2 separate regions of the Mus musculus genome follow, and region 1 is linked to region 2. Evidence: chromatin contacts called from public Hi-C data. All regions are on one chromosome and are shown on one strand. The core of a region is the stretch at or near the end of the contact, and the rest is flanking DNA. Distances in the headings are between cores, read along the strand shown. Region 1 has its middle 74 kb from the start of Gnat3. Region 2 has its middle 44 kb from the start of Cd36.

Region 1 (5,121 bases), core at 1,763-4,262, 160 kb before region 2:
GGCAACGATTTTAATGTGTCATAAACTTACTATTAACTCGTTACCATTAGCAGCCATCATACCTCAGCCTCTCACAGCATCCATGAGTATGATTTGTAATATTGTTATAACTCTACAACTAAGAAGCTGAAGCTTGGGGGTGATAAAATAAATTAGAAAATAGACACAAGGGCTGGAGAGATGGCTCAGCAGTTAAGAGCACTGACTGCTCTTCTGAAGGTCCTGAGTTCAAATCCCAGCAACCACATGGTGGCTCACAACTATCTGTGATGAGATCGGATGTCCTATTTTGGTGTGTCTGAAGATAGCTACAGTGTACTTACATATAAGTAAATAAATCTTTTTAAAATAAGGAAGGAAGGAAGGAAGGAAGGAAGGAAGAGAGAGAGAGAGAGAGAGAGAGAGAGAGAGAGAGAGAGACAGAGAGAGAGAGAGAGAGAGAGAGAGAGAGAGAGAGAGAGAGAGAGAGAGAAGACACAAATTCAGCTCAGGGCCACTGAGAGCATGGGCACAATGAATTGAGGGCACGGTAATTTCCCAGGACTGGAGGGAAGTGCCCCCATCATACCGTAACTTCCTTAAAAGATGTCTCTGTCCATAGAGGGGTAAAAAGAAAAGTAAATTCTTTCTTTCTCAGAGAAAGTTTTGATTTTTATCACTCCTGATATTATATTTCCAAACACTTTCAAGACAAGGGTGGTTTGGGGACAGGGTGAATCTAAATACTTGGATGCACAAAAAGTTGCAAGTGTGTGGAGAATCATCTTCCAGACAAGTGACAGTGGCAGCAAGCTTCTATGTCTAAAAGGGGCAGATGTTAGAAATCCAAGGATTGTATCTGGGATGTACCATGAAAATATATACTAGACTCTGTCGCTGAGACTTTAGGAGGGCAGGTTATAGACCTGTGAACATGGGGGGGGGTGTACAGGCTAATTCAGGTGATGCTGAGGCTGTTGCTAATGTTTAGATAATTCAAGACAGAGCTAAGCATTTGTACAGGAGGTAAGGCAAAGAAAAGAGAAAGAAAAAGCAACAACATTCTCAAAAGAAGAGAAAGCAGAGAACATTTAGAGGAGTTTTAGAGAAAGTTGGCTGGAAGGCACATCCTTTTTGCAAAAGAAGAAGAAAAAACACAAACAAAACCTAAAAAATACTTCCAAGTGTAATAATTCTGCCAGGTTCAGCCACCTTTATTATCACCACCAGCACATTCAACCTGTCAGAAGCAGTTTACTTTTGAATGATAGAAAGCGAGGCACTCAGCAATGTTAAAGGTAAGAAGGCTGTCGAATAGCTTGCAATGGAGAACACCCACCATGTCAAGTGGGACTGTTAGCATATGGTCCCAGTTCACAGTTCTCAACCTAAATGAATATATGCATCAGCATACAACCACAGGCAGCTCATAGACAAGAAGGCCTTAGAGCTCTGTCCTGGACTAGCATCTTCAATGACTAAGGGGTAACTGGAGGCATAAAAGGTCAAAGGTTTAGATTTACTGTTCTTGTTGTTGTAGTTACTGTTCTTCTTGTTGTTAGTTTGTATGTTTTTGCACACATGTGCCACAGTGCATATGTAGAGGTCACAGGACACGTTGCAGGAATTGTTTGTTCCTTCCTGTCTTGTTGAGGCAGGACCTCTTGTTGTTTTTGCAGTTGTGGTTCTGTCAGGCCATGTGGCCTGCCAACTCCTGCCTGAGTCTCCTCTGCCTCCCATTCTTCTAGTGACCCACCAGCATTACAAATACCTGTCCTTGTGTCTGGCTTTTCAAGTGGGTTCTGAGGAGCAAATTAGGTCATAATCTTTGTGGACCCATTCCTTTTACCCTTTGAGCCTTTCCCCAGCCTCAGGAACTTTTGTGTGTATGTGTGTGTGTGTGTGTGTGTGTGTGTGTGTGTGTGTCTGTATCTATGTGTCTGTGTGTATGTGAATGTGTGTATGTGTGTGTGCACATGTGTGAGTGTGTGTGTATGTGTATGTGCAGATTTACTTAATTTAAGAAAAACATATTAAAAGAGTTATTCACAGGAACATAAAATAAAGAAAATAAATAAGGAAATAATATCCCGTGGGCTTTAGAGGCATCTAAATCTCTCTTTCACTAGCTGTGCCCCACTCCTGGCTCTATTAGCTTTCCCTTGATATAATAAAAAGGAACCATAACTGAAATAAGAATGGTGCCTTACCGTTTCTAAGCTCAGTGACTGAAGTATTGGCTATTATATGTTCTGTGTCTCACAGGTCTGAAATCAAGGCTGCAAACCACGCATCATTGTTATTCAAGGCTTAGTGTCACCTTTCAAATAGCTACTAGTTTTTTTGTTGTTTGTTTTTTGTTATTTTGTCTTTTTGGTTTTTGGTTTTTTAGGTTTTTGGTTTTTCCTTCTTTTTTTGTTACAAGGACAAGCTTACTGTGTAGGCCTTTGGTCCTCCCTCAGACTTCCTGGTGCTGGAATTAGAGGCACAGAGCACCGCACTGACTCAGCGGTTTTGGAGAGGACTCTGTCTCTAGTTGCCACTGAGTTCGTGTCCTCTGACTCCAGTTGCTCACGCACGTCAACTATTTACTCTACTTTAGCTGTGCTTTCTTTGCCTTCTTTCAAGGCCTCCTTTTTATCTTACTTCCTCAAGTTCAAGGCTGACATGCCCCAGTGTGGATTTCTGCTATCCTGTATGCTTGTCTCAGAGCTTCGTGATGACGTGCTCGCTTCCTTCCCACCTCCCTTCTCCGTCTGGTTCTCATGGGTGTGTGGCTCCCTTTGCAGTCTCTCCACAATTCATGCACATTTTGTTTTTATTTTTAGCTTTTATTTTCTGTTTGTTCTTTCACATCGTTAGTTGTTATCAGCATATCCTCTAGCTCAGAGTCCTTCTTCAGGCGTATCTAATCTACTAGATCTAGTTTTTATCTGCAGTGGGTTCTTTTTTTTTTTTACTTGTTTCTAGAATTTCCATGTTTCTGCTTACGCTGCCCATCTGTTTTTACATCCTGTCTACTTTTTACAGCGTGTGACTCATAGGGCTTTTTTTTTTCCTGTCCTAGCCTGATGATTGGGATACCTCTGCAGTGCTTAAACCTGTTTCTCTGGCTCATTCGTCAAACCCTTTGACTATGGTTTTTTTGTTGGCTTCTTTGTTTTGTCCACTTTTCAATATTCTTTCTAATGTGCTCTTCATGGCTGGACATGATGTACTACTGGCTAAAAGGCGAAGCCTTTAGTAATGTGCTAGTAAGACGTGAGCAGAGAGTAGGGGAGAGAATGTTAGGAATGCTTGTTTTCTTTTCCCAAGGAGAATCTGAAAAAAAAAAAACACACACAAAACAAAACAAAACACAAAACAACACAACACAAAGCTCCAGTGGTTAGTTTTCAGGAACATGTCTTGATAAGAAGAGGCTCAAGTGAATTTTCAAAATCATTCTTTTCCCTCCTATGTTACAGAAGGACAGAAGGTGTCTCCCCAATATTCACAATGAAAGCACACAGAATTGTGGAGATTCCCTTGTGACGAGGACTCCTGGAGTGCTTGAGTGTCAGATGTGTCTCCTGGAGCCGTCAGACTTTAGTCAGCTTAGCTAGGGGTTTCATGCCTAGGGCTGCTTTCTGCCTAAGGCTTCTCCCTCACCCTTCGCTGTGACAAATGAGATTCTTTGTATTTGTCTAATTCTCTCATTTGTGACTGAACACTTCAGAAATACTTCCATATGTGAGCTTATCATGTTGATTAAATCTACTTCTTACTGACTCTCCTCTGACTCTTACTGTACCCCCATCCAGTATCATGTGCTCATTTTGAGCCCACCAAGTCCACTTAGTACTGCCAGTCTGTGATGGGTACAGGACCATCCACTGGAACATGAGCACAACTAGTCAATGAATAGAGTATAAGGAACTATGGAGTGCTTAGCCCTAAATGGTACATCTGCATCACATTCCACCTCTTCATGGACTGAGGATCATTGCTGAAGAAGGGGACAGAGAGGTTCTAAGGCCCGGGAATAGTGGAGAGCTGTTGTGAAACTGTTTCCCACTTGCACACACAAGACCGAAACAAGAACAAGCTAGCCCAAATTCCAGTGAGGATTAGAATAGACTCCACAGCTAAGTAAATATTAGCAACTGATGGCTGGGCTGCTACGAAAGGAAGATTAAGTGTTCTTCAGGGATGTGTCTCCAAGTAAGTTCTGTTTTATCTGCGCTATAGTATTAGTTTACGACCTTGGGCAATTCTTTTAGCCCACACTTTTCCTTTCTAGTCTTTGTTTGTTATTTCAACTGCCTATCTTTGGTTTAGACATCTCTGCATTCCAGAAATTTACATTGTCTACCTGGCTTTACTGAGGTGACCCAAGGCCCCTCAAATGGAGCATGTTCAAAATGCCATCCTGTAACCTCTTCTTCTCAAACTTGGGCCTCGTCTGTCACTCCCAGTCTTAGCACTTAACAAGCTTCTCTGACATCTCTTCACTACCCAGTCCTCTCAGTATCTTATAGATGAGCTAACCATCATGTACGTGGGACTGTCATCAGGACTGTGTCACACTTTCTGTGCCTTTTATCTATCTTTAATGACCTGACTCAAGTAATTACAATAACTATGGCCCATTTTCATTAGCTTTCCACTCACGTGTACAATATAGTCTCTTTCCTTTTGCTCATTTTTCTACACAACCAAGTGGGTGGTTAAAGGAGATCTTCTAAAATTTCAAACCAAATCATCCCAGACTATGACGAAACATTTGTTTATAAAATAAAATGTAAAACCTTGTCTGCATCTTAAAATACTGTGCATCATCTCATCCGATCCTTTTGATCTGAATTCACAGTTCCCTTCCCTGGTGACTTCTGGTTTTTCTATACCTCAATGGTTTTTTCACCTCAGAGGATTTGAACATGTAACTATGTCTTACTCCCTTCCTCTCATCATTACATCTTCAATCACAGTTCAAGCTTAGTTTTCTAGAGGAAGCCTGTCGGATGCCTCACACTAAATAATGAACTACAGTATACATTTTTATTGAATCTATTATTGTGCTTATAACATCTGCATTTTGTATTTATTTCTAACATTTTTTTATAATTGCTTTCTTCTCCATATCCTGGGAGTTTTAGCAAG
Region 2 (5,103 bases), core at 814-3,313:
CAGCTACCAATTTCATTGTCATGGTGATCCATGACTTGTCCATGTTTCTGAAACCTTTCCCAATATCTCCTTTCTACACCCACGTGCTAAGTCAGCTCTACATTTCCTTCCTAGTTTCTTTAGCAGCTTACTCTGGTCTTACCACCAACTGGTTCTGTTCAATGGCTGTTCTGTTCTTTGACTTAAATATAATAGAATGAAAATTTACTGAAGGAAATTTGCAGCACTAGATGCTATTACATGGCCCAAGATATTTTTAAAGCCCATTTTCTTAGTGATTCATACATTATACTAAAACCTTACCAAAACCACGCCACTCCACCCTATACTTGGGCTTGCCTTCTGCAGTCCTCAAGTATGTCATGGCTCCTTCCACTACCTGTGCCACAGCACCTCCTTCTGCTCTCTCTGGCATTCACTCTCAACACCTGGGAGTGTCTGTCACATTCTAACTCAATCAATGGTTTAGGACTATGTCCTTCAGATGACTTGTGATCTACTTGGGGAGGATCCCAGGCTTGTGCTTATTTGTATCCAAAATAAAGTCCAGAATCATGTGAATGAGGTCTCTAATTTCTGTAACCACAGTACTGGGACGGCTGAGACAGGCAGATCATCATGAAGTTTGAGTGTAAACAACAGAGGAAATTGTATCTTTAAAAAATAATAGTTGAGGGACTGGAGAGATGAGTCACTGGTTGCCCTTCCAGAGGACCAGGGCTTAATTGCCAGCATCTACATGGCTGCTCACAACTGTCTTGTTACTCCAATTTCAGGGGATCCAGTGCCCTATTCTGGCCTGCCTGGGCACCACACACATACTGTGCAGCATATTTACAGGCAAAACACTCATACACATTAAACGAAAAATAAACAATATTATTTTAGAAAAAGAAAATAAAAAGTAAATTCCAAGCAACGTGAGGACTGTAAAGTTCAAATATATTCTGCCAATTTATACCAGAAACAACTTAAAAGGCAGGATAAAAGCCTCAGAACCAGAAAATGCAAATAAGATCAAACAGGTTTGACACACTCTTTGTCTGTGTGCTTGGTGTTAATCTGACAGTGAGGAGAGACATATCAGAATATGGTTTGGGTTGCAGGCATGACTGGCCAGCAGGTGCTTGCTATGTAGGCAAAGGGTTGAGGGCAAGATAAGATTAGGGAAGGACATGCATCATACAGGGAGTGCCGTGCTCAGAGTCTGAGTTAATTTTAAATCTTTCCAGGCTACTAGGGATTGGAAAACAAATATAGGGCACAAGGCAGTGAAAAAATGCAGCTTGCTCTGACAGTGGAGTAAACCAGGCTAGGCTTAGAATATTATTTCTCAAAAACCGGTAGTAGACACTGGAGTACTGAACTTGGCACTCTTGATGCCTGCTTTAAAATAATTGTCATAATTATAATGTAACAATTATTATCACTGTTGCTTTAAAAAAAACCCAGAAATTTGTGCCTTGTTTACTGAGACACAGATTATTTAAGATTTTAACTTCCTCTCTATATTGTGTCTGTCTATTTCTTCTTTAAATGCTATTCAAAAATCATGAGTTTGCTTGTTACTAGATAGAAGAATGTTTTGTTCTCAAACCATATTATACTCTTCTGATGGACATTTCTATAATAACAACATCATAACATTGTGGCCAGGGTTTTTCCTTTGAGTGATATCTTGCTCATATAGATGAACAGTTCCTGGCCTTCTTTTGAAATAGAACTATGAAAAAGCTCTAAGGTGCTGCATGACTCCTGAGTAGGTAGCCTCTATCCCAGTGACCTCCTGGTGATTTCCCGATGACTTCTTAACACTACTCTTCCTCTTAGCCCAGAGTTTCTCCTTCTTAGAAGGTACATTTAGATTTCTTGAAAATTCTCAAAGGTTATGCTTCCAAACATACAGAGCATTGGGAGTTCCTCATACTTAGGTTCCTATTAACACTGTCTCTGCTGACTGCCAGAAAACATCTGTGGTTGAAGATGTTAATTATTACAAGGAGGTAACATATAGTATGTCAAAGTGACAGTGACTCAGTAAGCACTTGTGTTGAGCAATTTTTCCATCACTGAAAAAAAGAAATAGCTGAGTATAACAAGTTAAAGGGGAAATGATGTCATTAGATGCTGTAGAAGTTCCATTATTTCTGGACTTGCAGTGAATCAGAGCATTATAGCAGAGCAGCATGGGGTGGTACCCAAAGGGGCGGGAAAGGGGAAGAATTTGTAAGCATGGGACTAGGAAGAGAGGAGAAATGGGGTTCTCAATCAGGATGTAAAGTGAATTTTAACAAAGTTAATTTGCTAGAGCAAATGTGGAGAGAAAGAGCATAGGAAAAGGGGCAAAGGAAACCAGTTCCCTGCTTTTTACTAATTCTGCCTTCTAAATTTTCTATACCTTTATAATATCCCTTTGAATTATGAATGCATGAATGGACTAATCCATTCATGAATTTATGGCCTTCATGTCTTAAACAGCTCTCAGTTGTCCCAGTTGGAACACTGATTCATAAGACAATGTTTTCAGCATATGGAATTTTTGGTTCCATTAACATCCAAACAATAACAGAAACTCTAAAATTTTTAAAAAATTGGATGGAATTTAATTACAGTTGGTAAATTAGGGAAGGAATATAAAGTTGGGGAGCTGAAGTTGATGGTGAGATAAGACAATTTTAATCTCTCTAGGCAGAGGAGAGACTAGAATGATGCTAAAGATGTAATTGACAAGGAAGCAGTTGTCACAGTGTGTGGAAAAAGTCGTGGTTTCTGTGGCTTAGATGTTCATAATTTCCCTGTGTTCACATATGATTATAGAGTGGTTTTCTTTAGTATTTATTCATTATGATCTCAGAGAGGTATTATCTAAAGAAGAACATGAAAGCCTAGTTATGAATGCCAAACAGTGTCTATTGGTAGGACTAGGTCAGCTCTCACGAGTTGGCTGTTTTCCACAACACCCTGCAAACTTACATTATAAAGGCTGTATAAAAAACACCATTTCTACACAAGTTTGGAATAAGATTCTAAGAAAGTTCCTCTTGTAATTTCCTCTCTAGCTCATAAGATAGAGAAAACACACTGGATATTTCAATAGAAAATGTCGTTGTTTTGCTACGAGTGTGATTGTTAAGAGGCATGAAAGATGATCAACCTTTTGTATTCTATCAAAAGCTATTTTGATTAAACTTCACAGTTTGCCTTTTTTTTTTTGATGATGACATCTAAACAAATAAAATGTTCATTCTTTCTATTCAAGGACTATCCTCTCCCAGGGTGGATGTTCATTGTTGCTGCTTTCAAGTCAGACATATGACTATTTCATAAAACCTAAAATAACCATTTATTGAATACAATACTGTGTTGTGATCTTAAAATATTACATTTTTATTATAACTTCAAAAAATTAAAATGTGATTGCATCCTTTCCTCTTTCCCTTTCCTCTTTCCCTTTCCTCTTTCCTGTGCCCCTCATTTCCTCTTTCTCTAAGTTCTCCTTCCGCCTTTAATGCTCTCTCAAATTCATGCTTTCTTTTTGGTTATCTTTATTGTCTCACACACATTTCCATAATTATATAAATAAACCTTATAACTCCTCCTAGAGTCTCATATGTGTGCGTGTGCTCATGCGTGCACATGTTTTGGGCATGCCATGTATAGAATAAATACTTTGAAATATTAAAGCTGCTCAGGCCATAGGTTTATTTATATCCAATACAACCCATAATTGCCCTTTTAATGCTTTACTCTGATTGTTACAATATTAAACTAACGAATCATGTGTTGACCATTGAGTTGATATTTTGTTAGTAGCAATATAAAATGTGCATTACAAATAAACATAAAGTTGTATTAGTGATTTGGGGACATATTACTCTTCGAGTCCTTTTCTTCAGCATCAGATTTACATATGGTTATTATTATTTGTATACATCTACTGATTAACATTGTTGTCTGCAATGTTATTACAATGAAAAATGCAAACTTTCCTGGTGGTCAAAGGCTATTCTGTATGCCTAGTTTTGCAATAGAGAGTCACTTGAACTGGAAAAAAAATACAAATTTTCTTTATGCAATTAACTCTATGGTTGAGTTTTTAAATACCTTAAATATATTAACATAACTATGTAAATTTCTTTGCTTATGTCTACTCTTCATTTCGCCAGTGTCTTAACAGCTTTTTCCTTCAATCATTATAGAAGTTTTCAACTGTAAATTTGGCCTGGTCATTTCCTGGAGAATCTCCTTGTCTTGCACTTTGTTTGGCTGCTTTCATTCTCCTATATCTCTCCCTCTTTCATCCTATATACTTAAATAATCATGATACATTTTTGTATTGTATACCCTTTCTCTAATAAGATGGTCTAAACACTTGCTATGAAGCCAGAAGTCTATGTAATATCATTCACTGCTTCCCCTTTGAGAGGTTGTAGAGGTTTGAATCTGTTTCCAGATCCCAGATGATGTAAAAAAGAATGGTGGATATCCCTTGCTTATTGGTCTCTGGCCTTGGGAAGGCACTTTGTCTCTTGACTTTTTCTCCCAACTCTTACCTCTTCTATCTTCCACTCAAGACCCCCCACTTGACCTTATATTTATATTAAGTTATATTTGAGACACTAAACTACTATTCTACAACACACTGAAGTTAAGCTTTTTGTAGCTAAATATATCACTGTTATACAAACTGAGAAAATGGAAGAATTAGGGTTCTATTCATGTCATAACACTAACTGAAGCCTTAAAGTCACCTTTTATTATCTCCGCTGCCATTCAGAACTGCTCCGCCAACAAGCAGAGCTGCTGGTGTACAGTAAGTACTAAGATCGCTGTTTTGACCTTTAGTGGTTTATCATCTGCCTTTACTGAGACTGTTGCTTGATTTCTTATCTGGTTTCCACTGCCTCTTTTTTCTCTACCCTGCCTGTTATGTCTCAAAGTATCCTCAGAAGCAGTTAGGAAAAGCATGTGTCTCATGTATGATAATGGTGTTTGAAGTTTGCTTTTTGCTTTTTCAGCTCTTTCTGTTGTCACATTGAACGTCAAGCACATTCCCAGGTAATCCACACTCCGTCTAGACTAGGCACGACGTACTTTTCTAGA

The links. Hi-C and Micro-C count contacts between places; a contact is called where the count stands out from the background.
Region 1: a Hi-C map of bone marrow-derived macrophages shows a contact between it and region 2, with 26 read pairs. The contact joins two enhancer-like sites. A contact is called at or near these places in 9 of 39 promoter capture datasets (the 3T3-L1 cell line, 3T3-L1-derived adipocytes, the C10 cell line and 4 more), 5 of 484 Hi-C or Micro-C datasets (bone marrow-derived macrophages, conventional type 1 dendritic cells, liver and 1 more) and 5 of 9 other capture datasets (adipose tissue, bone marrow-derived macrophages, liver and 2 more).

What each region holds. Positions count from the first base shown.
Region 1 is chr5:18,033,927-18,039,047 of GRCm38.p6, reverse strand. No RefSeq gene overlaps it. Among named protein-coding and RNA genes, the nearest start is that of Gnat3, 74 kb to the right of the region's middle. Within about 2 kb of position 3,012, at least 34 of the 459 cell types and tissues checked have an H3K27ac peak or open chromatin away from gene starts, as enhancers often do. A contact at or near this core is called in bone marrow-derived macrophages, where this site is marked.
Region 2 is chr5:17,877,056-17,882,158 of GRCm38.p6, reverse strand. It overlaps a transcript of Cd36 not described here. Among named protein-coding and RNA genes, the nearest start is that of Cd36, 44 kb to the right of the region's middle. Within about 2 kb of position 2,063, at least 28 of the 459 cell types and tissues checked have an H3K27ac peak or open chromatin away from gene starts, as enhancers often do. A contact at or near this core is called in bone marrow-derived macrophages, where this site is marked.